5 separate regions of the Mus musculus genome follow, and all the other regions are linked to region 1. The links are chromatin contacts, called in public promoter capture Hi-C and targeted proximity ligation maps. All regions are on one chromosome and are shown on one strand. The core of a region is the stretch at or near the end of the contact, and the rest is flanking DNA. Distances in the headings are between cores, read along the strand shown.

What was found. Promoter capture Hi-C pulls out the DNA fragments that hold promoters and counts their contacts.
Region 2: a contact with region 1 is called in a promoter capture Hi-C map of frontonasal cranial neural crest. A contact is called at or near these places in 1 of 39 promoter capture datasets (frontonasal cranial neural crest) and 1 of 130 datasets of targeted methods (pancreatic cancer cells).
Region 3: a contact with region 1 is called in a promoter capture Hi-C map of pre-B cells, with 2.6 times the contacts expected there. A contact is called at or near these places in 1 of 39 promoter capture datasets (pre-B cells), 2 of 484 Hi-C or Micro-C datasets (embryonic stem cells and pro-B cells), 2 of 130 datasets of targeted methods (large pre-B cells and pancreatic cancer cells) and 2 of 9 other capture datasets (adipose tissue and embryonic stem cells).
Region 4: a promoter capture Hi-C map of stem cell-derived epiblast-like cells shows a contact between it and region 1, with 2.8 times the contacts expected there. A contact is called at or near these places in 10 of 39 promoter capture datasets (the 3T3-L1 cell line, the C10 cell line, erythroid cells and 4 more), 2 of 484 Hi-C or Micro-C datasets (both in embryonic stem cells), 5 of 130 datasets of targeted methods (the NIH/3T3 cell line, cardiomyocytes, embryonic stem cells and 1 more) and 1 of 9 other capture datasets (pancreatic islet).
Region 5: a targeted proximity ligation map of embryonic stem cells shows a contact between it and region 1, with 6 times the contacts expected there. A contact is called at or near these places in 13 of 39 promoter capture datasets (the 3T3-L1 cell line, the C10 cell line, cranial neural crest and 7 more), 1 of 484 Hi-C or Micro-C datasets (muscle stem cells), 16 of 130 datasets of targeted methods (the HPC-7 cell line, bone marrow-derived macrophages, craniofacial prominence and 9 more) and 4 of 9 other capture datasets (adipose tissue, embryonic stem cells, liver and 1 more).

The regions. Positions count from the first base shown.
Region 1 is chr19:5,115,821-5,121,764 of GRCm38.p6, reverse strand. It overlaps Klc2 (kinesin light chain 2), which reads left to right and starts at 3,467. Exons shown (of 16, transcript NM_008451.3): 1 at 3,467-3,643; 2 at 4,333-4,571. The coding sequence starts at 4,344. LOC115489018 (a long non-coding RNA gene) reads right to left here. Exons shown (of 2, transcript XR_003952889.1): 2 at 2,433-5,064.
Region 2 is chr19:4,707,725-4,713,668 of GRCm38.p6, reverse strand. It overlaps Sptbn2 (spectrin beta, non-erythrocytic 2), which reads right to left and starts at 2,461. Exons shown (of 37, transcript NM_021287.2): 1 at 2,025-2,461. Gm42061 (a long non-coding RNA gene) reads left to right here. Exons shown (of 3, transcript XR_003952887.1): 3 at 1-20.
Region 3 is chr19:4,754,041-4,759,984 of GRCm38.p6, reverse strand. It overlaps Rbm4b (RNA binding motif protein 4B), which reads right to left and starts at 3,460. Exons shown (of 4, transcript NM_025717.3): 1 at 3,324-3,460; 2 at 2,316-2,739. The coding sequence starts at 2,727. All of the region lies in intron 2 of Gm21992 (predicted gene 21992), which reads left to right.
Region 4 is chr19:5,472,433-5,478,376 of GRCm38.p6, reverse strand. Efemp2 (epidermal growth factor-containing fibulin-like extracellular matrix protein 2) reads right to left here and starts at 3,687. Exons shown (of 11, transcript NM_021474.3): 1 at 3,603-3,687; 2 at 3,199-3,316; 3 at 2,921-2,969; 4 at 2,105-2,311; 5 at 693-815; 6 at 334-450; 7 at 57-176. The coding sequence starts at 3,309.
Region 5 is chr19:5,399,687-5,405,630 of GRCm38.p6, reverse strand. Tsga10ip (testis specific 10 interacting protein) reads left to right here and starts at 3,125. Exons shown (of 8, transcript NM_001373978.1): 1 at 3,125-3,299; 2 at 4,472-4,611; 3 at 4,694-5,397; 4 at 5,571-5,718. The coding sequence starts at 3,171.

The DNA.
Region 1 (5,944 bases), core at 2,218-4,717:
TTTGCTACATGGAGTATTGAACCCAAGTCTTCACATACGCTAGGTGAGAGCTTCTACTGATACGGTGCAGGTGCACATATCCCTAGTCCCCATCTCGGTCATGATGCAGTTCACTTATTCTGGATCACGGGCCCTAGGATGCCATGATGTTTGGAGCAGCATCTAGATTAACAGAGGAAGGGGAAGGACCAGGGGACTGTAATAGCACTTAGTGAAAGACATGGGGCTAGCCTAGATAAAGAAGAGAGTGCAGTGAGAGACACAAGCTTTGAGTCCATGAGGAAGGCACTTTGGTATTGTTTAAATAAAAAGTACCCTTCTAACCTGGGGTGTAGCTCAGTCTGTAGAGTGCTTGCCTAGCATACATGAAGCCTTGGGTTTGGTCTCCAGCAAGTCTTAAAGTTGGACATTTCAGCACATGGGAGATGATGGCAGGCAGAAGTTACCCTTAGCTACTTAGCAAATTTGAGGTCAGCCTGAACTACATGAGACCCTGTCTCAGGGTGGGGTGAGGGGCTTTCTAAGAGTTAGAGTTTCTCAGGAGAAGAGAGTGAGCCCCCTGTTAGGCTAACAGGACAGGACAATCTCTCTGTGAAAGATGGCAAATGCCAAACCTTGTTCTCTGAGCCCGAGTCCAGCCCTTATTCAAGACAAACCCCTTCCTCAGAAAATTGGACATAGTACTACCGGAGGATCCCGCAATACCTCTCCTGGGCATATATCCAGAAGATGTCCCAACTGGTAAGAAGAACACATGCTCCACTATGTTCATAGCAGCCTTATTTATAATAGCCAGAAGCTGGAAAGAACCCAGATGCCCCTCAACAGAGGAATGGATACAGAAAATGTGGTACATTTACACAATGGAGTACTACTCAGCTATTAAAAAGAATGAATTTATGAAATTCCTAGGCAAATGGATGGACCTGGAGGGCATCATCCTGAGTGAGGTAACCCAATCACAAAAGAACTCAAATGATATGTACTCACTGATAAGTGGATATTAGCCCAGAAACTTAGGATACCCAAGATATAAGATACAATTTACTAAACGCATGAAACTCAAGAAGAACGAAGACCAAAGTGTGGACACTTTGCCCCTTCTTAGAAATGGGAACAAAACACCCATGGAAGGAGTTACAAAGTTTGGAGCTGTGATGAAAGGATGAACCATCTAGTGATTGCCGTATCCATGGATCCACCCCATAATCAGCTTCCAAACGCTGACACCATTGCATACACTAGCAAGATTTTGCTGAAAGGACCCAGATATAGTTGTCTCTTGTGAGACTATGCCGGGGCCTAGCAAACACAGAAGTGGATGCTCACAGTCAGCTATTAAATGGATCACAGGGCCCCCAATGGAGGAGCTAAAGAAAGTACCCAAGGAGCTAAAGAGAACTGCAACCCTATAGGTGGAACAACAGTATGAACTAACCAGTACCCCAGAGCTCTTGTCTCTAGCTGCATATGTATCAAAAGATGGCCTAGTCGGCCATCACTGAAAAGAGAGGCCCATCGGACTTGCAAACTTTATATGCCCCAGTACAGGGGAACGCCAGGGCCAAAAAGGGGGAGTGGGTGGGTAGGGGAGTGGGGGGGTGGGTATGGGGGACTTTTGGTATAGCATTGGAAATGTAAATGAGGAAAATACCTTAAAAAAAAAAAAGACAAACCCCAGGTCCCTGAGATGCCTATAGACTTGTCAACTGAGAAGTTGGCTGAGGGTGGTGCTGGCCCCTTGTTACAGAAAATGAGACCAAATGTAGGTTTGGAAGGACTAGTCAGGGGCAAGTGTATCTCTCTGACTTTTTTTTTTCCTTTCTGATTTTTGTTTTGTTTGTTTTGTTTTGTTTTTCAAGACAGGGTTTCTCTGTATAGCCCTGGCTGTCCTGGAACTCACTTTGTAGACCAGGCTGGCCTCAAACTCAGAAATCCACCTGCCTCTGCCTTCTAAGTGCTGGGATTAAAGGCGTGCACCAACCACGCCTGGCTTTCTGATTTATTTTTTATGTGTATGAGTGTTTCACTTGCAAGTATGTGTGTGTACCACATGAGTTCCTAGTGCCTGCTGAACTCAGATGGCGGTATCTATCGATGCCCTGGAAATGGTAAAGATGGTTGTGAGCCAATGGGTGCTGCAAATGAAACTCAAGTCCTGAGCAGGAGAAACAAATGCTCTTCACCACCGAGGCATCCTTTCAGCCATCCCCTCCCCTCCGCACGCTTTGTAAGGTAGCCGTCTACTGATTGCTACCACATTCTCTATCTACCCCAGGCCCCAGCCAACAGGTGATGACCTACATTCCAGAAGGCAAAACAAGAAAAATGTTAGAAAGGCCGATGTTGTGTCAGCACCAAGTGGGTGTGGAGTAGAGATGGGAAGAGTACTGTAGAATCTAGTGGGATAGGGACCAAAGAGGCCGTCCTAGTTAGAGTTAATATTGCTGTGTGGAAACACAGTGACCAAAAGGGTTTATTTGGTGCACTCTTCATCCAGTGAAGGAAGTCAGGACAGGCACCCAGAGAGAACAGAACCCAGAGAAAGGAGCTGATGCAGAGCCCATGAAGGAGTGCTGCTTCTGGGCTTGCCCTCTGAACTTGCTCAGAACTGCCTTCTGGCCTCACCTACCCTGGCCTGGGCCCTCCCACAACAATCAGTAAGAAAACAGGTTTTCCTGCAGCCCGATCCTATGGCAGCATCTTCTCAGCCGAGATTCCCATCTGTTCAATGACCCTAGTTTGTGTCAAGTTGACATAAAACTATCTAGCACAGAGGTCTTTCCTTCCGAGTTGGTGACACCCAATCTGAGGCCCCCCAATGACACCACCACAATCCAAAGGCACTCGTCTGACCTCCTTATCTGGTCAGCAGTATCCACCCAGATATTCCCCTCAGGGGCGTGGATCTTCTCCCTTCTCCACCGACCTCCACACGCTCCTTCCCACCCAATTCTCCTTTTTAACCAGAAGCCTCCTTCTGTTCCCTCACAAAGCAAACCTAGATGCTGAGAATTCCCTACAGGCACAGTCACCTCCGAAGCCGGTAAGAGGTGCGTCTCTAGAGCGCGGAGGGGGCTGGGGGGTCAGATGTGTGAGAGGTGGGTAATGGCAACACCCACCTCACCAGCCCTTTGTGAGCATTAAGTCAATGCACTAAGACATCGACAAAAACACTTGACAGTCAATCAATGTGGACCGACTCGCTCTGGAATCTGAGGAGGTCGGCCTTCTTGCTCCTCAGTCACTCTGGTCCGGGGTCGGAGCTCCGCAGAGCGCACAGACCTGGAAGCTCTGGTCCGAGGGGGCGAGTCCAGCCACGCCCCTCTGCGTCCCGTCTGGGCTGGCCCCACCCCGAAGCCGGCCAGGCCTGCGGGGCCCCTTTAAGGCAGCGAGCTGGCCGGCTGGAGCGTGTTTCGCCCCCTCCGACGCCGCCGAGGTAGCGGCTTCACCTTTAAGGCGGCGCGGGGACTGCTGGGAAGGCCGGCGGGATGGAGGCAGCGAGACGAGCTCACGGTCGAGGATCCGGGTGAAGCGGGACAGGAGCAGGAGCCGGAGCCGGGCCAAAGCAGAAGGTGCAGGTCGGCGCCGGCCGGTTGGGCCGGGAGACCCAGTCAAGCCGGACAGTGAGGAGCGGTTGCAGGTCGGCCTAGAGGAGGAGTCGTCGTGGTCGTGGGCGCGGCCTGTGGGAGGACCCGACCGGCCCGCGGGGAGGGGGCGCGGTCCCGGGCTGGGGCTGGGAATCCGGCCTTTTCTAGGGAGGGTCTGCGGGCCTCAGGCCAGCCTGCGGGAGGGGTCGTTGTGGGCGCGGCCTGAAGAGACCTGTCCCGAAACTAAAGACCGCAGTCTCCCCGGAGCGGCGGGGGCGGGGACGGGGTGGCGGGGCTCGGTCGGCCCTGGGGGAGGGGCTCGTGGTTCCGCTTGCCCTGGGAAAGGGGCTGTCGCCAGGGCTGAGACCCAGTTGCCCGGAGAGCCTGTGGCGTCTGACTTGGGAACGCCTTGCAATGCCCTAGTGCTCTGTGTACCGATTAGGACAGTTCCGAATAACTCTCGAAGATGGGCTTTAGATCAACTGGCCTGAGCCGGTGGTCTGGGGCGGAATCGGGGTCCAGCCTCACTTCAGTCACACCGCATTGCGTCTCCCTAGGCTAGACGAGCCTGGCGCGCCCCCTGTAGGCCGCGTGCTGGCACGGCGAGGACTGCGGGCTGAGGGATCTGGACATCCATAGGGACCTAGGCGTCCGGGGACCTCCCGGTGTTTACCTAACTTGGGGTGGACGGCGGTGTGGCCCTAGGCCTGGCGTCCGCCTGCCCCACCCCTTGCCTCCACAGACGGCACGACCATGGCCACGATGGTGCTTCCTCGAGAGGAGAAGCTGAGTCAGGACGAGATAGTGCTGGGCACCAAGGCGGTGATCCAGGGTTTAGAGACCCTGAGAGGGGAGCATCGTGCCCTGCTAGCTCCCCTAGCTTCTCATGAAGCAGGCGAGGCCGAGCCGGGCTCACAGGAGCGCTGCCTCCTCCTGCGCCGCTCCCTGGAGGCCATCGAGCTGGGGCTTGGGGAGGCTCAGGTAGGTCAGTGTTGGGGCTGTGGTGGAAGATTACCCGAAGGGCCCTGGTGATGTAGGAACACCCTCAGCAAGGAAACACAAGTCTTTCAGAGCGTCACGTTAGGACAATAAGCAACGTTCAATGAATACACTTTGGAAATGCCAGCCCTGCGCCCTGCCCCAACGGGCACCCTTACCTCACACTGAGCTATGCCATTCAGGCCTCATTCTACCTAACAGACTGGGATGACAGAAGAAAGCAGAAATACTTTAGTAACCTCCCCTCACAATACAATTATGCATGAATTCATTAAGTTGTATAGCTTCTCACTTACTGTGTGCTGAGCTACAGTGTGTTAATGCTCAGGATGCAGATTGAATGCAGACAAGGTCTGTGTCCTCCCTAGGCATGGTATCTGCAATCCCAGCTCTTGAGAGGTGAAGGCAGTAGGATCCCAAGCTCCAGGCCAGCTTGGGTCAGTCACATAGTAAGATCCTGGCTCCCCTACTGTCCCTTCAAAACAAAATAAGATGATTTTCCCCCCTAGTACAACAGGAGAAGAGAAACACACATTCAACTAGTTACTTGAAACAAGTTGTGATCAGTGCTCCAGGGACAGTAAGATCTTGTGACAGTTTGTAGAAGGGAGTCTTGTCTATTGATCAGGCAAGACTTCTCTGAGATGACTTTAGCTCAAGGGCTGGCCTCCAAAGAGGCAACTAGAGGACAGCTGCATGTGTAAAGACCGAGGTAGGAGAGCTCGTGGGCTTGAAGGGAGACAAGAATGGTGTACCTAGAACTTACGGAGAGGGCGAGAGGGACACTAGAGGCTGTGAGGAAGCAGAAGACAGAATATGTCCAGGCCATCAGGTGGCCTGTGGAAGGGTCTAACAAGCAGAAGATGCCTGACTTAGCTTCTGAGATCTCTCTGGGAGCTATGGAGAGTTAACCTTAGTAGGCCAAGGATGGACTCTTGGAACAAGTGACAAGGAAGCCACTGCTAGGCTAGAAGGGAGTTTGAATTAGAGGGGTAGCCATGGAGACACCAGTTCTAGACTGGGGTGGGGGCAGCACAACTCCTGGATGTTTGTGCTTTTAGCAAGTTTCAGGAAGAAAGACTGTTTAGTTCCCCATATACTGGGCTGTCGGATAGAGAAGGGTTTTGTTCTCTGTGGTTCTTGGCCAAGCCACTGCCTGGATCCAGAAATTCTGGGGTGCTTGTATTGTCTTAATTTCTTTGTCTTTAAAATAGCAAGCAAGGCATGGCAGTTCTTGGGAAGCAGAGGCAAGCAGATTTCCAAGTTCAAGGCTAGCCTTATCTACACTGAGTTCCAGGACAGAAAAATCCTGTCTCAAAAACCCAAACCAAGTTGAGTGTGGTGGCACACGCCTT
Region 2 (5,944 bases), core at 1,212-3,711, 410 kb after region 1:
GGGTACTTTAAAAAGCAAGAGAAAGATGCATCACAGCAACGAACAGGAGAAAAAAAAATAAAAACAAAACCAACAACCCAACCTTTCCCCAGTCAGTGAGAAATGTGGGAGCTGGGCTGAAGACACTGAGACTTTCATTTTCTCCTTTAGAATGTGCTGTTTAGGCTGAGCATGGTGTTGCACACGTTACCTCCGCACCCAAACCACTGGCAGGAAAATTACCTGGTCTAAAAATAAATAAATAAATGAAAAATCCTTTACCGGGGCATAATTATTCAGACTCACTTCCCCTCGGTTGCCACCCCCGTCCTAAGCTTGAGCTGACATCAGTTTCCTTACCGGAAAAGTCTAAGCTCCATCTTAGCTTTTCCTTCACCCCCTCCCTCCATCCTGTGCTCCTCTCAACATGCCGAGAGGGCTGCCCGGTGCTCAAGCTGAGATGTACACGTACACATATGAAACTCACTCTTCTCTCCTCACCTTAAAGAGAAACTGGGTAGCGGATATCTACTGACAATACCTACAAACACAGGCTCTTAAAATTGGAATTGTAATGGGGGAAGACAGCTGAGAAACAGCCCACGGAGAAATCAAACCTGCATCTCAGACAAGCATGCAGTGTCATGCATGGGCTCCTGGGGTGCAGGAGGCTGGAGCCAAAGTAGATGGTGTTTATGGAATGTGGAGCTAGAATTGGAACCCCAGTCAGGCAGCCTTGCTGGGTAGTTGTGTGACAGGCAGAATCCACAGGCCTGTAAATGTACAGGGGCTCCAGAAACACCTTACACAACACTTCCTCACTGCCCGAAGAGGTTTTATCCTCTCAAGCAGCTACAGCCATTTCCACCAACCGTGTCCACTTCTCTTATCAATGAGAGCCCTAAAAGGAAGCATGGAGCTATAGCTACCACAGTGGGGAGGAAAAGCCCACGCAGCACCATAGCCAACAAGCTGCGGAGCTAGATGAAGCTGGGTATTCACAGGCCCCAGGCAGACCTAGTGCGTCCCCAGTCCCACTACCAGCACTGGCCGGTCCGCCGCAGGAACCGACGCACCGCTAAAAACATGCGCTGCCAGAAGCGCTCCGAGCCCAGGCGACCCCGATCCATCAGCGCGTCTGTCAGCCCAACTCTTCCAGACTCTTCTCTGCGCTCCATAGAGGTCCGCGTGCCCCAAGCCTCGGCCCCCAGAATCTTCACAGCGATACCTGGGTGTCCCGCACAGGACCCGGGAACTCGGCGTCGCATCCTCCCTCCTGAGCTCCCCAGGACCGACCCCGCCGCCTGCACGCGGCCGCACAAAGCGCGCCTCCTTGCCGGCCGGGACAAAGCGGGCCGGGGCGCCGGCTGCACCTACCTGGGTGCGGAGCGCCTGCCGGGCACGGGGAGCGCGGCTAGTGGGGGCACACTTGTCGCCGCGCCCACAGCCCGGTCGCGAGGGGTGGTTGCGGGAGGTTACTGGCGGCGGTGGCGGGGCGGCCCAGGGCGCACGGCAGGAGGGCGCTGTCACAGGGCGCGAGCGGCGCGGGGGGCGCGCGGGGCCGGCGGCCGCGGGGCGCGTGGCGGCTGCGCGCGGGCGCGAGCGGCGGGACTGCGGCGCCGCGGAAGGAGGACAATAGCCTCCCCCTGCCGCAGGCCGTCGGCTCCCGCGGGAGGCCCGGGACCATCTGGAGCTCGCGGCCCCGCGGGGCTTGGGGCGGGGCGCGAGTCATCCCCCTCCCCACCCGGCGTCATGGCAACCGCGGCCCCTCTAGGTTCCTGCAGTAGTTCTCCGGTAGGGGGTCTCTGACCTTCCCCGGGGCAAACGCAGGACGTTCGCTCCTTCGCCAGTTCCCGACCCCCCACTGTCTTCCGCGTGGATGCCCCGATTGACCCCCACCTTCCGGTCCTCGCCAGCCCCGCGACACCCTTGGGCGTCTGGGTACCACCCACAGTTAACCAGGCTTATTCTTCCCAGTTTGGAATTCCACCTTTGTCTCTGTCGCGCCTTTGCCTGGATGCGCAACCCCTTTAAATGTCACTTACCTCCGAGGTTTCCCCGAGATGCGGCCTCCGTTTCCTTTTCAAAGGTCCCTTTTGGGGCACCTCCAGGCCATCTCGCTTAAGCGTTTCTCTCTGCCTTGCCCCCTTTCTCTCGTCCTCCTTCTGGCAGGTAGGCTGGCCCGCTTTCCAAAAGCATCTCCATGGTGCTCCTGGAGATTCGCCTTCTCACAAATCAGATTCTCGGAACCGTCATCACAGCGGCTCCTCAGCTCCTCTCATTTATCAACCAGGAGAATTCCGGCCTAGTCACTGTCTTAAGGGGGTTGGGGGCAGGGATGGACATTTCTAGTCCTAGCACGGCCGGGTTTCTTCCTGGTTTATTAGCAGCTGAGTGGTCTACGGTTTAATGGCATTAACCAAGGTGAGCTGCTATCTGCCTAGGAGAGGAAGGAAATATGCCCAAATCAGAGCAAATGCACAGAGTGGGTGCTAGCAGTGGGTGCTAAAAGTGCGTTATGTCATGTGACACTCCCACCCCCACTCCAGCTCTGAAAGTACTGTTCCTCCAGATTGGAGAGCTAACTAAGCTCAGGGAGGTACCAGAAGGGAGAAAAAAAAAAAAAAAAAAAAAAAAAGATGGATTTTTGTAGCAAGCCTTTGGGTTCTATACTCCTGAGAAGAGCTAGGCCCTTTCATACACTAGGAATGCCTGAGATGGACAAGAAAGGACCACAAAAAGAATGTTCTTTCAGTGAATTATTGAGCTTAGGGTATTAAAATAGCTTTATCGTTAACTAAATTTTACCATTTTGCTTCTTTCTGGGAAGGTATGCATATCTAAAACAGCTACATGTAATCACACTACTTTTCAGGTATGATTTTCACAGAGTAAGATCACTGTGTTCAATGTAGTTTTAAAAAATCTGTAAAGTAAAACAAAACCTTGCTACCACCACCAAACAGTTGCATTGTTTTATCCATCTGGCCCTGGTTTTCCTCGTGTATAAAGTGGGTTGGGGAGGGACTGGGGAGTTTTGTTAAACTGCTAATCAGATCTGAGATTCTATCATTAAACGGGAATTTAGCCTTCTGTAAACTGTATTTCAGGGTGTTTATGATTTTTAAAAAGTCACTTATGTAGAATGTGCTACGCCTTTAATCCCAGAGTTCAGAAAGAGGCAGAGACAGGCAAATCCTGAGTTCAAAGCCAGCCTGCTCTACATGGGAATTCCAGGCCAGCCAAGAATTTGTAATTACAAACAAAACAAAAAAACTACCTCACTCCATCCAGCAGTGTAAACATGAGCTTCTCCTGACCCCAGAGCCGGAGTAGTCAGGATGTTCAGGACTAGGCCAAGCTGTACATGATAGTCGTCATGGAAACATGGCCAGGAGACATTAAAACTGATGATGAGATGGGAATCAGCTCAGCATCAGGCAAACTGCAAACCTTTCGTTTCTGTGGCTCAGGATTCTGGGAACTGAGGGTCTCAGAGACAGCCTGTTAGGTTGTGGTTAGAGTAGGCAAGGGTGATATTAGGTCTTGTGATTGACCAAAAGAATAGTGTTTTTAAATTAATTCTTCATTCCAGTATTGCACAATCTTTTGAAAAACCTTAAAAGCATTCTAATTTTCACTCTTATTAATAATCAAAATGATATTCAGACACCTAAGTGGAAGTCCAAATTAACCAAGTTAACTTACGGCAGAGACTCCTTATCTTGTGATTCTTAGTCTGTTCAGAGAAAGAGTAGGGCAGAAGAATTAAAAGTATAGATTTGGGGTCTGGGGTAGCCCAGTGGTCGATCAGTGGCCTTGCACAAGGCCTTGAGTTCAATCCCTAGTACCAGGGGCAGCATTGGCCTTGGAGTTGGATGCCCTGAGGTTAATATCTACTTGGGAACTGTGAGTGCTGGTTCACACAATTAAGCCAAGCACCCAGTAGGCTGAAGCTTGAAGGTTAGAGGATCAGCCTGGACTACAAAGTGAGACTTGTCTCCAAACAAACCAACAAACCTGGTTTTGTAGCATGTCCTTAAATCTGTACTTAGGGGGGCTGGTGAGATGGCTCAGCAGGTAAGAGCACCCGACTGCTTTTCCAAAGGTCCGGAGTTCAAATCCCAGCAACCACCAGGTAAGAGCACCCGACTGCTTTTCCAAAGGTCCGGAGTTCAAATCCCAGCAACCACATGGTGGCTCACAACCATCCATAATGAGATCTGACGCCCTCTTCTGGAGTGTCTGAAGACAGCTACAGTGTACTTACATATAATAAATAATAAATAAATCTTTAAAAAAAACCTGTACTTAGCTCCTTTGTGATGGAGCTTCCTCGCCTATGCGAAGTGAGGGTCAGGTGAATGACTGCAGGTAAAGCACCAGAGCAGCACCCCGCCCACAGCGAGCACTCAGTCCACGGCACCAGAACAGCACCCTGCCCACAGTGAGCACTCAGTCCACGGCACCAGAACAGCACTCCGCCCACAGCGAGCACTCAGTCCACGGCACCAGAACAGCACCCCGCCCACAGCGAGCACTCAGTCCACGGCACCAGAACAGCACCCCGCCCACAGCGAGCACTCAGTCCACGGCAGCCATTGTTTTACCAGACTCCGACTTTACTGTACTGTTTCCCAATTTGGAAAGGAAGCATGCTCAGTAAACAGAATGCTGAGATCACTTGTCTCAGCTCTGCGACTGGGTTGCTTTGGAAACTTGTTCTTTTTCTCTGTAGTGAATCAGTACAGTCAATGACAAAGAGAACCTCTGCTTCCTTTTCCTGTGAGTTGCCAAAGTGAATGGAATGATATCCCCCTAGCGTGCTGAGCTGCTCAAAGGATTCAAGGTTCCTGCTTAGGCTAGCCACAGCTCAGGGGAAGGTCTTGGCTAGACTGTCATGCCTCGAGTTAAAGCTGGATTTTCAGTTCTGTATTACTCTTCAGCTCTATTCTTCCCTCTCATGATTCTTCTGGCCCCTGTTCTAAATCTCATCCCCCCACCCCCACCCTCATGGCCCTCACTCCTGGTGAGCTCATAAACACATTTAAGGCGAGCTTAAAAGGCAGGCAATGCAGGGACGTGGTGGCGCACGCCTTTGATCCCAGCACTCGGGAGGCAGAGGCAGGCGGATTTCTGAGTTTGAGGCAGGCCTGGTCTACAAAGTGAGTTCCAGGACAGCCAGGGCTACACAGAGAAACCCTGTCTCAAAAAACAAAAAAACAAAAAAAAAACAAAAAAAAAAAAAGAGAAAGAAAGAAAGAAAGAAAGAAAGAAAGAAAGAAAGAAAGAAAGAAAGAAAGAAAGAAAAAAAGAAAGAAGGAAAGAAGGAAAGAAAGGAAAAAGCAGGCAATGTTGATGGCCTGTCCGTGTTGCGTGTTGGCACCATCCACCTTCTCCCACTCTGTCTCCTTCCCTTGGTTGGAACTGAACCCATGGCCTTGTGCTTGCTTGCAGCCTTCTTGAGTTCTCTGTACCCACTGGCTCTGCTTCCTCAGCTTTAGCAACCTTGATCACAGACCAAGAGAATCTGTGATCCACGGTGATCACAGACGGTAATCAAACAATCGCTCATTATGACCACAAAGTACATTCAGTGTTACAAATGAAAACTTCAGATGCTAGAAAACAGTTTAGCAGAGAGCAGAAACCTGGGTAAAGAGGAATAAAAGAGGATTCTCGTCATTTGACTGAGATTGGAAAGGAGAAGCACTGACAAGGTGGAGAGCGGCGAGTAGTAGTAACAACGGTCACGGACATGACTTTTCTTGAGGTTTTCACTACACTTCTCCCTCTCCTTTCTTCCTCTTTTCTCTCAGAGTCTCACTCTGTAGCCCTGGGTAACCTGGAATTAACTAAATGACTATGAAATCTAGACCAAGCTGCCCCCAATTTATTGGGATTCTCTTGCCTCTGCCCCTTGAATACAAGCCTATCTTATTTAATTTTTTAAAAGATATTTTTT
Region 3 (5,944 bases), core at 2,211-4,710, 360 kb after region 1:
CAGGTAAACTTAGTCTATGCTTAGAAGTTACACAATGCAGAAACTTAAATACTAGACAACCATTAATGCACAGAATATTCAAAAGATGTTCAAAGTGGCACTTTATCAACCAAAAAGGCATTAAGTTGAACAAAATGCCAAGTTGGCATCTAGATTATAATTTCAAGAAGACACATGACAGGCTTATGTATAATGCCAGCACTTAGAGTCTGAAGCGGGATTGTGATTGTGAGGGCTGTCTCAGCAAACAAACAAACAAACAAACAATCAAAAAACAATTACCCAGTACTAAACTTTGTTACATCATGGAGAAAAAAATTAGCTGAGTACAAAAATACCTGCATATGTAAGCAAGAGCCAATCACTCTTCAGAAGAGCCAGAAAAAGAATGTGATACTAATAAATGATTCTTTTTCAACTCAGTTTATTGTCTGTACTTTCTATGGAAGTGATTTATTTATATTTTTATATATATATATATAAAATAAAAATACATCCATTGCATTATTCAGTTCCCTGTTTCTTTGTAATTATATCTGTTATTAAGCAAATACAAGGGATAAGCAGCATAACTCAGTGGAAATGTGTACAGAGCATGCTCAAGATCCTGGGTCCAATAGTCAGCACCAAAGAAAAAAAAAGGTCCCATGTACTCATCCTTCTCATCCTTTTAACTCATTTCCTGAGTTAAATGTAAAAGGGCGTATACTATACACTGAGAATTTCAGTTGCAAATTTAGGTTTTTTTTTTTTTTTTTTTTTTTTTTCCCATTTTGTTACCTTCTTCAGGGATGGGGACATACAGACTCATGGTAGAGCAGTATTTGTGGGGCCCTTGGATGACCCCAGAACCAAAGGGCTGGGGCAGGAACTCCTTCCTTATGCTCCCCTGCGCATTTATGACCTCTTTCCACATCAAGTGAGAATTAGGAATGTTTAAAGTTTAACTGTCAGATTTTAAGTACTTTCCTAACCAGAGTAGAAGCAATCGTGGTTGCAAATAGCATTCAACTTTAATTAATATTGCTTTTATTGTCAAAATGCACATATTACCTCCCTGCCATCCTTTCACAGAGGCACACAGAGTTGTTTTATAATGGGGAAAGCATAGGGAATACACTTGTCAACTTGAGGTTAAGGACAGGAATCAGCTACAACGTTTAGGCTTTCAATAACTAAAGGCCAGGGTATTAGTGGTGAAGCTAGAATACATAATAGTGAGCCTCCAGTAAGCATCACTATTTGCATATTTACACTTTTCTGATTTAAGTTTACCTTTTCTCCACCAATTCATTGTTTTCTAATAAGAGGACCTTTGTATATTTAACTTTTAGGCCACAAAAAGATGTTGACTTAGGAACTAGAAAAGTAGACTTGAATTTGTGGTCCAACATGACCGTGTCAATAAAAGACTTGGATAACTACTAACCAATGAACTTCCTGCAATGTGGGTCTGATCTGTTTCCTAATACAGTAGCCATTCTCTCATTCTTGCCCACACTGGAAAAATCTAATTTGAAAATTTACTTGAATTAATTTAAATTTAGTAGCCACTTGTAACTAGTGGTTACTATAGTAACACGATTGCAAGTATTTTCAGACAAGATCCTATGGTACTGGTGATAATACTTATGATCAATATAAGCAATATAATAAGCTCTATAATGTCCTTGATGAAATTTCCCTAGAAGCAAGACCATCATTCCTATCCAATTTCTAAAGAAAAAAAGCTGTTTTCCTAGCCTGTTAAAGTAATAGATGGAGCAGAAGAACCTATGACCTGTTTCCTGGCTTTGCCTGTAGTAGCCCACAGACTGAACAAATTTGAACACCTCAAAGATACCCATCTACCCAACCAGACTCACCACAGATTCTCATACTGCGCTTCTTCTAGATTCCCTTTTTCCTCTTTACTACCACCAGCCATCCTCGAAAGCAGCAGAGGGTAAAAACTCTCAAAGGCTTCTGGGTCCACCACAAACCAGCAACAAAGTCCTAACCTCTAGCCCTTCTCACACTACCTAACTACTTCTCTGCCTAGGCAACTTAAGACTTGTGACAGTACTCAAGTGAATGAAGACCAAAGGCAGGCAGGCAGGAGCCCATGCAGTTGTGGAGAAGGAGCTTGGCGAATACAATGGGGAAGGCTTACTTCCCCAGAGTGAATTATGCTAAGAGTAGTAAACATAACCTGTTCTTTGCATTTAAAAGAATGGCAGAAGCCACTCTTGAAGCCCTGTGGTCTTGTGTTCTTCCCTCTGCCTTGAGCTAGAGACTCCACGAAGGTCTGCCACCCAATCCCCAGAACAGTTCACCTTGAAACTCTGTGTTGTCGAGGCCCCTGATGGCCTCCACCGCATCCTCTGCCCGCTCCATGTGTACAAAGGCATAATCTTTCACGATGTCACATTCGATGACTGGGCCGTACTCCTCAAACTTGGCCCGAAGCTCTTGGTTGGTACAAGTGGGGCTGATGTTGCCCACGTGTAACTTGGTTGAAGCTTTGCTCTTATTCTTGCTGGCTTCCACATTGATGTTCACTCCGTGCAGCTTGTAGTGGTGCAGGTTGCGTATGGCATCCTCAGCGGCCGTCTTGTCCTCTATGTGCACAAAGCCATAATTCTTAATGATGTCACATTCCAGCACCTTCCCGTACTGCTCGAAGAGTGAGCGGATCTCCTGCTCTGTGGCCTCCCGGGGCAGATTTCCAATGAACAGCTTCACCATCCTGACAAGAGCCTGGCAGAGAAGAAACAAGATTTTAAAAGTCAGGTGTGAAGTGAGAAACTGACACTACAGCACACCCCGACCCTCACAGTTCTTTTTGAGAGAGGAACTGCTGTGTGACAATGCCAACAGAAGGTCGGGGGTCAGAATGCACAACAAGGTCTAAGATATATATCCGTGAGGTCAGGCACATTGACTCTACAAGGTTAGCTCCTTCACGGTTTAGCACAGGGATGAAAGACAAGTGGAAGGCATGAAGTATCTGAATGTCCCTAGTTACGGGTTTTTGGAGGGAAATCTGTGTACCTCTCCACAGCGCGGTATCCCCTCCCACCATACTCCAAGAACGAAAGCCCTCTTTCACCCAACACTGGACCCCTATCCTCAGCGGCCCAACCTCCGCTGCAACATCCCAACAAAGACTCGGCCCGACCCCTGCCCCGCCCCCTCCGGAGACCCGGCCCCGCCTCCTTTCCTTGTCTTCCCGGGACCTTCCTCAGAAGATGAGTGGCCCCAAACCCGAGCCTTCCCGGCCCTCCGAGGTCCGGCCCAGTCCGCTCCAGGGCTTCCCACACACCCACAGCATCCTCTCCTACCTCCGGGTGGTGCCGGCGGTGGCGGCGGGTCCCGCGTCAGAGAGAACCCTACAAAATGGCGACGGCCGCTCGAGCCTCGGCGCGACCGGGCGCTTTCTCGCGCGCCAGCTCACGCACGCGCGAGTGCGCGCTGCCTGCCTCCCCTCCCCCTCGCAGGAGCGGGGCGACCAATCCTGCGGCCGCACACAACTGTCCGCCCCCCGTGCGGGGGCGGGGTCATGTGGTGACGGCACTGCGGAGCGAAGGTCAGCCCGCCCCCAGCCCGGGCTAGCCAATCACCGCCTTGGGAGTGGGTCGCGGCTTGCGCGTCAAGGGGGCTCAGGAAGCAACCATTGCCTTGGCAAAACCGTAAGGCCCGGGGGAGTCTCTAAGCATCACAATGGATCGTGGTATTGGGCGCACTGTCGAGGGGGCTGATGACAAAGGGTTGTGTCACTGGGCCCGCTAGAAGGGGGTTTTCTCAACCTCTGGCTGCTGAGAGCGATACTTCAGAAACCCAGGCACTACCACATCTTAACCTAATCTCTCCCTTGTTTGGGTAGGAAGGGGTAAGAATTCCCGTAAAACAATTTAATTTTCACTGCAATAGTGTTGTTCATTGGTGAAGAAGCTGAGACTGAGAGTGGAGTAGAAAGATAATCTGGGTTAGAACTAGGTTAGGTCTGAGGGAGGCATTTCTCTATCCAAACTATACTTTGTCATGTTTATTCATGAATATACGTGGGCTGGCTTTCCCTCGTAGTATCTGTCTATCCTGGTTCCTGAAATGTGGTGAGCATTACCAAGGAATACGTTGTCCAGAGGTCCAGGGAGAATCCAGGTTTGGGGAATGAGTGACAAGGGTTCCGCATCCGTCCCAAGCTGCCTGAGGCACAGGCAATTGTCAGGCTCCAGACTCTCTGTTGCGGTCCAAGGGCACCTCCTGGTGGCAAGCAGGGTACCAGCTTGGTGGATCACTATCACAAAGCAGCGGGCTTACAGACATTGAGGGATTGAATTCATCTCCTAGAAGAGGCACCGGGATGGTTGTTAGACCATCCCCATTGTTGTCAAAACAATTCCCCATTGTGGTAGTTCCAACACCAGCTCCTCCAATAGTATAGAGATCAGTTCCCCGAGTTGACTTCCTGCACCCAAGCTACTTGGAAACATTTCTTTACCAAATCCATGTTTCCCACTCATTTCAGAAGGCATTGTCTAATTGTAATTACACATTTTTAAAATTAATTTTTTTTGGTTTGTTTTTCGAGATGGGGTTTTCTGGCAGTCTTGGCTGTCCTGGAACCTCCTCGGGATCTGCTATCACCTAACCTTGTACATTGTATTTTGGGATCTCTTCCCAAATTTGTGGGGGCTCCACAACTAATGCTCTACTAACAGTTCCCATTTTTTTCTTTTTTAAGATTTATTTATTTATTTATTATATGTAAGTACACTGTAGCTGTCCTCAGACACTTCAGAAGAGAGAGTCAGATCTCGCTATGGATGGTTATGAGCCACCATGTGGTTGCTGAGATTTGAACTCCTGACCTTCGGAAGAGCAGTCCGGTGCTCTTACCCACTGAGCCATCTCACCAGCCCAGTTCCCATTTTTCTATACAATTTCATTTCACCCCCTTTCTCCCTCCCTGCCTCTTTTAGACATGGCTTTTCTGTGTAGTCAAGGCTGTCCAAGAACTGGCTGTGTAATCCAGACTAGCCTTGAACTCACACTCCTACCTCAGCCTCCCAAGTGCTGGTTAATTACAGGTGTGTGATATCATTTCTAGCCTCCAGTTTTATCGTTTTTTATTATGTGAGTTGGGTGGTGATGAGCACATTCAGGCGGCTCTGTGAGTTGGAGGCCAGCCTGGTCTAAGAGCAACTTCCAGAACACTAAGGGCTACAGAGAGAAGCAATGTCTCAAACAAACAGACAAAACAAAACCCCATACCCCAAGACAACCAAACCAAACCAAACCCTAACATGTGTAAGTAGTACCAAGTTCCCAGAAAAAAAGAAAAAAAGAAAAAAGCCCTGCTAGAATATCCTCCACTTGGAACACAGAGGCACTATGTTTGTCTGTTCTGTTTTTCCTGTCATTACCAAGGTCTGGTAGTAACTTTTCTAATTTTTGTCAGTTGAAAAGGTGTAAAGTTTTATTCACAACTCGACGTAGTTTGTTTTTGTCTTGTTTCTAATGAATTTCAAAATACCTTGTTCTTATCATTTGTGCGAATGTACATTTCCTGCTTTCCGTCTTCTGTCTGGATTTTAGGTCTCAGCCTTTGGGTTGAGCTGTCGAGTTTTCCTCATATTGTAGCTATTTCTACTTGGTTCAGATATCTTGTCATTACACTAATAGCTTTGTTTTTTGAGGGAAATATTTTTAATGTAACCAAATTATTGTTTCCTAAAGCTTTCTCTTTTATGTTCTCTTTAAGATACCCTCTCCTACCACAGCTCATGTAGATAGTCTATTCTCTTCCATTCCTATTACCTTTCACTCTTAGATCTGTGGTCCAGTTTGAACAGTGCCATACAATAGAGATACAATGAGTCATATAAGTAATTCGTGATAAACTGTGAAAATGGTCTGTGGGTTCAGCTCAATAGTAAAGCATTAATCTAACAACCACAAA
Region 4 (5,944 bases), core at 2,438-4,937, 360 kb before region 1:
GGGGGGGAGGCGGGGGGGGGGGGGATGCTGTATCCAGTAGCACAAGTGACTCTCACCGCTGCAGGAGAAGCCATCCCGGTGCAGCTCATAGCCCTGGTTACAGCGACACAGGAAGGTCCCATAGGAGTTGAAGCAGCGCTGCTCACATGGGGCTCCCATGTCACACTCATTCACATCTGAGGGTGCGAGGACAAACAGGAGGGTGAGAGCAGTGTCACGCCCAGACCCCCCCAAACACACACACACACTCAACTTGGGCTCAAGAAGAAGATCCTGCCCCCACGTCACACATCTCCACCCAGGATCCCAGAACCTTGTCTGGCACAGCCTCACCCACACAAGAGCGGTTGTTAGGTCCCAACTGGAAGCCTGGCTCACACTGGCATCGAAAAGAGCCCGGCAGGTTCACACATCGATGCTGGCAATAGCGGTAACGACACTCATCTATGTCTGAGATGGAGGTGGGGGAGGGAAAGTAGAACACAGGCCAGGTGGGGCCTGAGTTGGCTCACCTCGGCAACCACCCCTGCCCGCCCTCGTCAGCGAGCTGGGCTGAGTCACCCACATTTAATCTTCCGTGTCTAGTGACAGGAGTGCACTAGTAGCAGAGGACTGGGGTGAGGTAAGGCATCAGACCAGGAGCCAGACCAAGGTCACAGAACAAGAACCTAGCAGAGCCACTCAGAACTCACCCACACATTCGGGTCCAATTTTTCGGTAACCATCAGGGCAGGTGCACTGGTAGGAGCCAGGAAGGTTATGGCAGTCCTGACTAGGGCGACAGTCATGCAAAGCCTGGGTACACTCGTCCACATCTGTGAGAGACAGCATTCAGCCTTCGCCTGGAGGCCCCCATATGCTCCTGACCACGTGAGGGATCTCAATTCGGGAGGAGGCGGACTGCCCTAGACTCCATTCACATGGGCACGTGGGTGGTTGGCACTAAATCATGGATGTGTAATTCAGATCATCCCAATAGTACAAAAAAAAAAAAAAAAAAAGAGTCCACCAAGGAGTCACTAGGAGAAGTACCCACTAGGAGAGCATATTAAAATAAGGCCTTGTGGGGTCTGGTGGCACACACCTTTAACTCCACCACTGGGGGAGGACGTGGGGGGCAGAGGCAAGAGGATCTCTGTGGGTTCCAAGCTAGTTGTAGCTAGAGCTACAGAATGAGACACTGTCTTAAAAATAAATAAATACACAAACAAACAAAACCTTGTCCATTTACACCCCTCAGCTGACTCTAGGGCCAGGATCTTTCCTCCTCCAAGGCCAATGGTTCCCAAGGCTGACTCCAGATCAAAAAGCTGCCAGAGGCTGCGAGCAGAGCTCCTGTGTCTGTACAGGAAATGAGGGGCTGCCAGGGCCTTCCTGGGCCTGCAGACCATGCTAAGCCTGCAGTAGATGACGACTTGGATCTGTCTCTGAGGAGCCAGGGGGAAGAGGAGCATGAGGCCTGGGGATTTTATAGGGAACATTACTTTTACTAATTAATTAATTAATTAGCTCCCTTTTTGAGATAAGAGCTCACCCAGCTCAGGTCGTCCTCAGTCAAAGCCCTTACGGTTGAGGGTGCCCTTTACCTTCAGGTCTTCCTGCTCACATCTCCCCACTGGTGGGACTACAAGTGTCTGCTACCACACAGACCACAACTAGCTTGGAACCCACAGAGATCCTCTTGTTTTTGTGATGGTGGGGATCAAATCCAGAAACTGTCTCAAAATCGCCCCCAAAAGAAAACAAAAAAATAAATAAAAAACAAAAACAACAACAACAAAAACTAGGGAGGACCAAAAAGTGCTACTAGAAGATGAAAACAAACAAGAATGACATGTGCCAGGAGATGATACCATGATGGAACGCATTACTTTGTACAGTAAATACAAAATTAGTTTAAAAATTAAAAAAAAAAAAAGTCAGGAATGGTAACACACGCCTATAATCCCAGCACTCGGGAGGCAGAGGCAGGCAGATTTCTGAGTTCGAGGCCAGCCTGGTCTATGAGTTCCAGGACAGCCAGGGCTCCACAGAGAAACCCTGTCTCGGGGAAAAAACTCATAAACCGCGTGGAAGCCCAGACACCCGATCAGCCCTTGCTTACCCACACAGCTCTCCTGTTCATCAGGCTCGTAGCCCTGCGGGCAAGGGTTTGGTTGTTGAGCATGGGCCGCTGGCGGTGGAGGTCCTTCACCATGGAGATCACTGATGACGGCAGCAGAGCGAGGCAGACACAAATAACCCCCGTAGTGGTTGATGCATTTCATCTCACCCTTGCAAGCCTCCGGGATGGTCAGGCACTCGTTGACATCTGCAGAGAGGGGCCTGCTGGGCACAGCCAGTCACCTGGGCTGGCCCTGGAGGTAGTGGGAGGCAGATGCCCAACTTGGCCTTCTCTAAGCTGAGCAACAGAGCAAGACTTTCTCTCTGCTAGGCAAACTAAGGCTGCTGACCCAGAAGCCCTGCCAGGGATTGGCAGGACTGGGAGTGGGGCCCCCTGTTTCACACTGGTATCTCCATTCTCCTGCCTCCTCAAATCCCTGCCTCTACCTTTGCCCAAGAGAAATTTTGCGGGCCTGCCGACCCACGGGGCATGCACGGCTCTCCCAGGCTGCATTGGGATAAAGAGCTGGGCTAGGCAGGTACAGTGCAGTCCAGGGAAGGTGTGCGTATTTCCTTCTCTCTGGGCAATAGCCAGGTGCTCCCTTCCCTCCTGCAGGATAGAGGCCGTTTGTCCAGCTTCTTGAAGGGGCAGGGCTCCTAACTGAGTGGCACAAGGGAAGCATGGCTGGCTACCAAGCTGGACAGGGAAAAGGGCCATCAAGTTCCTGCAGCAGCTCTGGGAGGTAAGGTATCCCTGGGAAACAACAACCCCCTTCCCAGTTCCTGAAGATGGCTAGTACCCCAGACAGAGACTCACCCCGGCAGTGCTGGCTGTCTGCATCCCACTCATAGCCATCTGTGCATTCCTGGAAGGGAACCCGATGTGGCCAGTGACCACCCTGGCTGTCTCCACCAACTAGCCAGGCCAAGACCAGGGCCAGAGTTCAGAGTCATGCTCGGGTCAGCTCCACACAATGGCCTCCAGCTTTCCACCAACCAAGCCGGGGAGAATCTTGCCCAGAAGCAGCCTCCCCAGGATCCTGATCTCACTGTCCTTCCCATCCCATCCCAAGCTGGTGACCCCACGGTCCCCACCGTGTAGCTGTCCGGCTCCTCGGGATCCTGTGGGGACGCTGCTCCCAAGAGCAACAGCAGAAACGCCCAGAGCAGCAAAGACCCGGGGAGGCAGGAGGCAAAAGGGAGCATCCTGAGGCTGGGAGGTGGTGGGCAGAAGTCAGGGGTTTCTGCCACAGCACCCCCCATTCCCTCTATCTGGAAGGGGAGCCTGGGTCCCAGCTGTCTCGTCTCAGGACTGTGCTGAGGCTGGAACCTTCCAGGGCTGGGGACAGAATCCTTTCGCAGGCCTATGGCCCAGGCCCGCAATCCCGGACCGCCCCGCCCCCGCCCCGCGAGTCGTGAAGCGCAGGCCTCCCCGCTCCGCGCAGCACCGACTCGGCCGCCAAACGGCCCGCGCCCTCCCTCCGCTGGAGGCCACTCACGCGTCGACTCCAGCAGTGCCTGCGGGCGGGCGGACGGACGGACGGACCGCGCAGCTCACTGGACGCGCGGCCCCAGGAAGCGCCCCCCGCCCGCCCGCCGGCCGCGGCCCACCCCGGCGCCTCCGCCCGCCCTTCGGCGGATTCCTGAGCCCGCGCCAGGGGGAGGGACCCCGACCCCCCGGCTTCTCCGCCCCGGCCGGCCACAGGCCCCCACCCGGTCCCCCGCGGCGCTGCCTGGAGTCGCCTGCGGACGCCCAGCCAGAGTTTCCCAAAGTTTGGATCCTTAGGCCACTGACCTTGATGCTTGGCCCCCAAACTCACCTAAGGACCCCGGGCCTTCACTCAAAATGTTATTCTGCCCACCTAGACCCTATCTAACCTGTGCCTCCGGAATCCCATGCTGTGCATTCGCACCTCCGTGTAACCCGATTCTGCGCCTCCCAGAACCTACTAGGCATTTAATCCTCAGAGCTTCAAATTCTACTCCTTTCAGAATTTTATCCAGTGTTAAACCATCATCACTTAGATGATCCTAAAACTTCATCCAAGGTTTCCAGACCCTCGTCCAACTTAATTAATTGTCCAAATTAATTGTCCAATTCCCTCTGCATCCACATCCACGGCCTCCAGGTGGTCTCTTTACTTGGGGTACTGCTTCCCCAAGCCGTGCCAGCGCAAAACTACAGTAGTATGGGGGAGAGGGCAGCAGTATTCTTGGCTCGAAATGAATGGAAGCCCCTGGGAAGGCGGGCAAGCTTGAACTTGGGCGCGGAGGACACTAGGGCCCAGTGCCAGCCCTTTCCCGAGCCTCTTCCCATCCAAGTCCCCCACCCAGTTTCCGCCTCCGCCCCCAGCGGAGATCATGCCTTGGAGGCGGAGTCTGGGTGCCTCCAGCGCCCAGGAAGGGGTGAATGGGCGGGACTTCGCGTTGCCCACGTCTCAAGGCGGGCCTAGACGGGAAAGGGTTGCGTGTCCAGGGTTCCCGTGCCTGGCCCAGACCGCTAGCGGCAATAACCAGGTCTTCCTTAACTTTCCCTTACCCAACCTCTTTCCATCTTGTTTGTTTGTTTGTTTTTGTTTTGTCATTTTGAGACAGGGTCTCACATTGTGTAACTCTGACTGTTCTGGAACTCACTAAGTAGATGAGGCCTCGAACTCACAAAGATCCGCCTGTTTCTGCCTCCTAGGCTCTGGGATGAAAGGTGTACACTACCATGCTCCGCTCTGCCTTGACGTTTAAAAAAAAAAATCTGCTTCATTTCATTTAACTGTCTGAGTGGTAATGTATGTGGTATATTCGTGTGTACCTATTCACCTTATGTTTTAAGACAGGGTTTGTCGCTGGAAATTACTAATTTAGCTAGATTGCGTGGCCAGAGTGCCAGAGTGGTCTGCCAGTCTTCACCTCCCTGGCCCTCTAAGGGTTACAAACCTGCATCACCACTATAGCTGGCCTTTATGCTAGGGCTGGAAATCTGAACCCAGACCCTCATGCTGTGTAGCAAGCGGTTTACCCAATAAGACATTTCCTCAGCTTCCATTGCCTTGATTAGAAAAAAGAAAAAAAAATTAACGGGCTGGAGAGGTGGCTCAGCAATTAAGAGCAATGACTGCTCTTCCAGAGGTCCTGAGTTCAATTTCCAGTAACCACATGGTGACTCACAACCATCTGTAATGGGGATTGGATGCCCTCTTCTGGTATGTCTGAAGACAGCAACAATGTACTCACATACATGAAATAAATTAATAAATCTTTAAAAAAAAAAAAAGAAAAAATAAAAAAATTAACTTTTAATGATGCATATACATGTGTATCTGTGTGTTGGTATATACACCCGAGTGCAGGTGTCCACAGAGGCCAGCAGTGTCCCCTGGACCTGGAATTACAGGAAGTTGTTAACTGCCCGATGTGGGAACCAATCTCAGGTCATCCGGAAGAGGAATACTGGAGCCATTTCTCCAGCACTGACTTTTTTAAGCAATAGAGGGTGAGGGGTGTAGCTCAGTAGCATCCTGCTTGCTTAGCATTACCAAGATCCAAAGTTCAATCCCAGGAACTAACTCCTGACACACTAGAGTGTGTGTGTGTGTGTGTATGTACATGAGTGTGTGTGTATGGATGTGAATGTATGTACGTGAGTGTAAGTGTATGAGTGTGTTAATGTGTGTGTGAATGTCTGTGTATGTGAGTGTATGAGTATATGTGAATGTATGTGTGTGAGTGTAGAGTGTTCATGTGTGTGAATGTCTGTGTATGTGAGTGTATGTTATGAGTATATGTGAATATATGAGTGTGAATGTGAGTGTAAAGTGTGCGTGTGAGCTGGGCGTGGTGGCGCACG
Region 5 (5,944 bases), core at 1,876-4,375, 280 kb before region 1:
TGGAGAGACAGCTCAGAGGATAAGAGCACTGGCTGCTCTTCCAGAGGATTTCGGTTGGGTTCCCAGCACCCACATGGAGGCTCACAACTGTAACTCCTTTCCAGATCCAGTGTTCTCTTCTGACCTCAGCAGGCACTGAATTCATGTGATATACATACAGATATACTTGTGGGTAAAACACCCATACATATCAAGTAAAAATGTCAATATTTTTTAAAAAATTAAAAACAATTAAAATGTGGCACACACTTACAGTTCCAGCACTTGGAGCCTGGGCAAGAGGATCAAGAACTCAAAGCCAGCCTGGGTTGCACAGCAAGAACACATCTCAAGAGCTAGGCTTGGTGGCACATACCTTTAAACCCAGCACTTGAGAGACAAAGGCAGGCAGATTTCTGTGAGTTGGAGGGCCTACCTAGTCTACAGAGTGAGTTCTAGGACAGCCAGGGCTACAGAGTAAGGCCCTCTCTTGAAAACAAACAACAAAAAACCCTAAACAACAAACAAACCTGTCTCAGGCAAAAGTGCAATGGGTTGGAAACTTCTGCCTGTAATTCCAATATATGAGAGGTGGAGACAGGCGCTGAAGAGTTCAAATCCATCCTTTGCTACATATAGCTTGAGGCCAGTGTTCAAAACATAAGACCTTGCCTTTAACAAATAGAATAATTTCTATGATGGTTAATTCTGGGTGTCAACGTCACCAGACTAAGTAGTCAATAGAGCACAGATGCTTCCAGAAGCTAGACCACGAGTCTTAGTGAACTAAGCAGGGAGATGGGCCCCGGCAGCTGATGGGCATCATCCACGCAGCTGGAGCAGCTGGGGTAGACACAGGAAGAAAACAGGACTTTTCAGGAGCTCTGCTAACTTCTGCTGCCACCAGAATTCCAGGCTCCTGGGTGGCAAGGTGGTTGGCTTAGCAGGTAAAGGCACTTGCCGTCAGGCCTGATGGCTTGAGTTCAATCCTCAGGAAGGACTCCTAGAGTTTTGCTGTCTTCTGACCTCCAGATATATGCGGTGGCATGTTGGTGTCCCCCCATCCCCCAGATACACACACAATAAAATTTTTCTGAGTTCGAGGCCAGCCTGGTCTACAGAGTGAGTTCCAGGACAGCCAGGGCTACACAGAGAAACCCTGTCTCGAAAAACAAACAAACAAACAAACAAACAAACAAATTAAAAGAACTCAAGCGTCTCTGGCCTTTGCCCCAGGGAGCTCTGGTTCTCAGGCTTTTGACCATGAACTATAAGTTATAAGAGGAGTTCCCTGGCTCTAAGTTTTTCAACTTTTTCTGAAGCCCCACTGCTGCTGGTATCTCTATCTTGCAGGCAGATGATCTATTGTGGGGCATCTGAGCCATCCTCGTTACATAAGTTAATTCCATGAATAAGTTTCCTGTCCTATATATCTCTACGCCTTACTTAGCATGTCTCACTGAAGAATACTAACAATACAGGCATGCCACAAAGCTTTATAGTGACTTGACACAAACTAAAATCATCTGAGAAGAGGAAACCTCCGTTGAGAAAATGCCTGTGTCAGATCAGGCTGTAGCAAGCCTTTAGTCTTAATGACTGATGTGGGAATGCCCAGCCCATTGTGGCTGGGGTCATCCCTTGGCAGGTGGGCCTGGGTTCTATAAGAAAGAAGCAGAACAAGTCATGGGGAGCAACACAATAAACAGCACCTCTATGGACTCTGCATCAGCTCCTGCCATCAGGTTCCTGGCCTGCTTGAGTTCCTATCCCGAATTTCTTGGATGATGAACTATGTATCCAAGCAAACTCTTCCCCCACCCAACTTGCTGTTTGGTCATGGTGTTTTATTGTAGCAATAGAAACAGTAAAATGACAGGCTTATTCTTTTTTCTTTTCTTTCTCTCTTCCTTCCTTTCTTTCATATATATACTGCAGCTGTCCTCAGACACACCAGAAGAGGGCATCCGATCCCATTATGGATGGTAGTGAGCCACCATGTAATTTCTGGGAATTGAACTCAGGATCTCTGGAAGAACAGTCAGTGTTCTCAACTGCTAAGCCATCTCTCCAGACCCAGGCTTATTCTTTTAATTGAAAATTAAATCATATTTTGAACTTTATTGTATTTGAAATTTTTATTTTAATTGAAATTTAAAATTGTATTTTGCCCAGCGGCTATTCGGTAATCCTATGTTCTTCTTCCCTTTAAGCCTAGTGGCTCAGTGGCAACTTCCAACCACTCATCATGTGCTCCCCCAATTATGAAGTGAACCAGGAGTTCTCAGATCCAATGGGCCCTTACATGGCTAGAGAGGTTTAAAATATGTACATGCCAGCTGGGTGTGGTGGCGCACGCCTTTAATCCCAGTGCTCTCTTGAAGCAGAGGAAAAGCAGAGGACGGTATGTTCAAGGACGGCCTGGCCTATACAGTGACTTTCAGGCCAGCTAGCTAGGCTACATGTTTTTGTGTTGGTTTTTGATTTTTTGAGTCAGGGTTTCTCTGTGTAGCCCTGGCTGTCCTGGAACTTACTCTGCAGACCAGGCTGGCCTCGAACTCAGAAATCTGCCTGCCTCTGCCTCCCGAGTGCTGGGATTAAAGGTGTGTGCCACCACTGCCCAGCATGTTTTGTTTTTGTTTTTGTTTTATTTTTTAATTTTTAATTTTTTTAGGCTACATGTGAGACACTGTCTAAAATAAGCAAAACAAAATGCTCAAAACAAAGCCAGTCAATGTATAAATATACACCATTAGGCTCAGGAAACAAGTATGGCTGAAGTTCTGTCATTCTCAGGTTGAGGGGCTTGCTGCCTCTCTGAGGGACACAGTATCCTGCGGCCAGAAGGCCATGGCCTGCCTTGTGCAGCAATGGGGCATTTTCACAGGACCTGAGGGCCCTTTGAGGTGACAAGTTCTGATATCCCTTCAAAAGCAGATGGATAAACATAGGCCTAGAGAAGTAGGGAGCTTATACCAGGTCAGGTTGCAGGGGCAGAGGCAAGGCCCAAGGCAGTTCTGGGCGCTGTTGAACACAGTCTCGTAAAGGAGACCAGCAGAACTCTGGCTGATCGCTACCGAGTACTTTTTGCTGGAATCATTCAGACCGGTCACAGCCTGGTTGTCATGGAGATGGCAGAGAGGGCAGTTCCAGAGCTGGCAGGTAGGGGTGGGAGAGGGCAACATGCCAATATGCTAAACACTGACCAACTGTTGGTTAGGGCCTTATCGGAGAGACCAAGGCAGAGTACAGAGCCCTTGGTTCCAGGGACATCTACAGGGCTGTTCAGACTTCTATCAAGCATCTCTCCGGAGGACCAGGTGAGGGAGGCAGGCCCAGTTGGGGAGCTTCAACCGCCCATTGGCATCTTAGGCCAGAAGAGGTCAGCCCTGGCTAAGGCTCTTGAGGAAACGTAAGACTGGAGCTCAGGTCCTGGTAACAGTTGGGAATGCCTGGGACAAGGACCACAGAGGACAGATGGAGCAGTTTGGGAACACTGCAGGGAGGAAAGGAGTTTAGGGAAATAAAAACCCTTCCTTCCTTCCTTCCTTCCTTCCTTCCTTCCTTCCACTAAGGAACTTGTCACTTCCTCAGCACTAAGTCCAGAGCCCTGGGTGACATCCAGAAAAATGTGAGCTTTTGTTGTGGGTGGTGTGGCTTGGTGTTTTGGGGTGCCAGCAGTGGATGGCTTGTTGGGCAGTCTCCTACCAAATTACCTGATCTGGGCTGTCCTGGAGCTCACAGTCCTCCCCTCTCTGCTTCCTGCGTATCTGGGGTTACAGCTGTGTGTCATCACACCCCGATATTTTTCTAAAATTTAAAGAAGTCCAAACCAGGCATGCTGGTGCAGCCTGTCATCCCAACACTTGGGACACAGAGGCAGGAGGATCAGTAGTTCAAAGCTATCATCAGCCAAGCCATGGTGGCACATAACTTTAATCCCAGGCAGGTTGGCCTCTGAGTTGGAGGCCGAGTCTACAGAGTGAGTTCCAGGACAGTTAGGGCTCCACAGAAAAGCACCATCTCAAAACAAAGCTATCTTCAGCTATACAGTGAGCTTGAGACCGTCCTCAGCTACACAAGACACCATCTCAACAAGACAACAAAAACTAATAATATTTATAAATATTTTAATATTTATTATATTATTTTTAAATATTTAATATTTATTATATGTAAGTACATTGTAGCTGTCTTCAGACACTCCAGAAGAGGGCGTCAGATCTCATTACAGATGGTTGTGAGCCACCATGTGGTTGGTGGGATTTGAACTCCGGACCTTTGGAAGAGCAGTCGGGTGCTTTTACCCACTGAGCCATCTCTCCAGTCCAGCTTGTGCTGTCTTAACAGAAGAGGTAGTGAATGATCAGAGAAGGTTATAGGCAGCCACAGCACAGTCTAGACAGAGAGGAAGCCCCTGGGAGGTGAACCTGAAGAGGAAGCACCATATGGGAGGCTAGTCAGAGCTCCCCTCTTCCCTGTCCCTGCCCAGAGGTGCCTTGGGAGTGGTGACAGTCTCCAGAGTCAGAGCTGCCAGCTACAAAGATCTTACAGCGCAGGGCAGACAACAAAGAAAGAGCGAAAGGCCCGGAGGCGGAACAAGAAAGGCCGTGGCTCAGCTGAGGCAGAGGAGTAAGTTGCTGGGGAGGGACTGGAAGGTGCACTGGGGACTAGGAGGACCCTCATTCTGACTTCTCTCCTCTTCCTCCTGCAGTCTCTTCAGTCCACCTTCTCGAAAGCCTTCCTTCCCTTTCCAGTGGGCCTGGGAGAGCTTCATCATAGATGGCCAGGCTCTGTTTCAGTCAAGTTCCTCTATGGCCATGGGCCATCGACCCCTGCTCCTCCCTCCAGCAGCCCCCCAGTGCAAGTCCAGGCACAAGTCAGTAGCCAACCTCTCAGAAGACCTTCGAGCCTGCCACAAGATGGAAGAGCAAAGCGTGGGGAGGAGACATCACCTAGGGGGCTGGGCCAACTTTCCCCTGCCTCTGAGCAAAGTGGAGAGTCAAGGGCTAGATCAACCTAGCTTCTGGTTATCAGGGAAAGGGTCAGGATCAGAGTCTGAGGATGTCTTAGAGATAGAAGGCCAGAATTCTGAAGAGGCTGAGAAAAGTCTCAGCTCTGGGGAACTGCCTCAGCTCCCAGGGCAGAGCTTGATCTTGGAGGAGGAATTGATATCAGAGGCGATGGAGGAGGAACACAGCGACCCCCACAAGGGAAAGGGCAGTTCTGTCAATAAGGGGGGGAATTCTGGAGAGAAGGGCTCAGAAGAGGGGGAGCTGCAGAGCCACAACCAGGGAAGCAGCTCTAGCTTCAACAGTCTCCGAAAGCCACAGAAGGGGATCTCAAGGGCCAAGGACCTGAAGGGGCCCTGGGACCTGGAGCGGCTACACAGGCAGTTACAGGAAGAACTGGAATGTGGTTAGTACCGCAGGGAGGCCTGAGGTGCCGCCATCCTGGGAACTCTGTGCTCAGATGGAGGGGTGGGGTCGGCGGTAGAAGCTGGGGTGGGCCAGGAGTTGTCTGGATGCTGGGTGGAACTGCCCAGGGAACCAGGAGAGAGTGTGATCCAGACTTGGTGTTCCCATGGAAAGGTCCCCAGAAGCAGACCTGGAAGGCGCTGCGGGCAGCTGTCCAGGCCTCTGCCAGGAACAAGAAGACCCCCATCTTGGGAGATGATGAAAGTTTCTTGTCTGCCAACTTCCCTAATCGTACTTTCCATAAACGACAGGAAGCCACCAGGTGAGGACAAAAGAGGAAGGGAAGCAAGAAGTGAGGGAAGGTGGAGAGGGGCGTCTTTCTTTCTTCCTTTCTTTCTTTCTCTCTCTCTCTCTCTTTCTTTCTTTCTTTCTCTCTCTCTCTTTCTTTCTTTCTCTTTCTTTCTTCCTTCCTTCCTCTCTCTCTTTTTTTTCTTTCTCTCTCTTTCTCATTCTTCCTTCCTTCCTCTCTCTTTTTTCCTTCCTTCCTT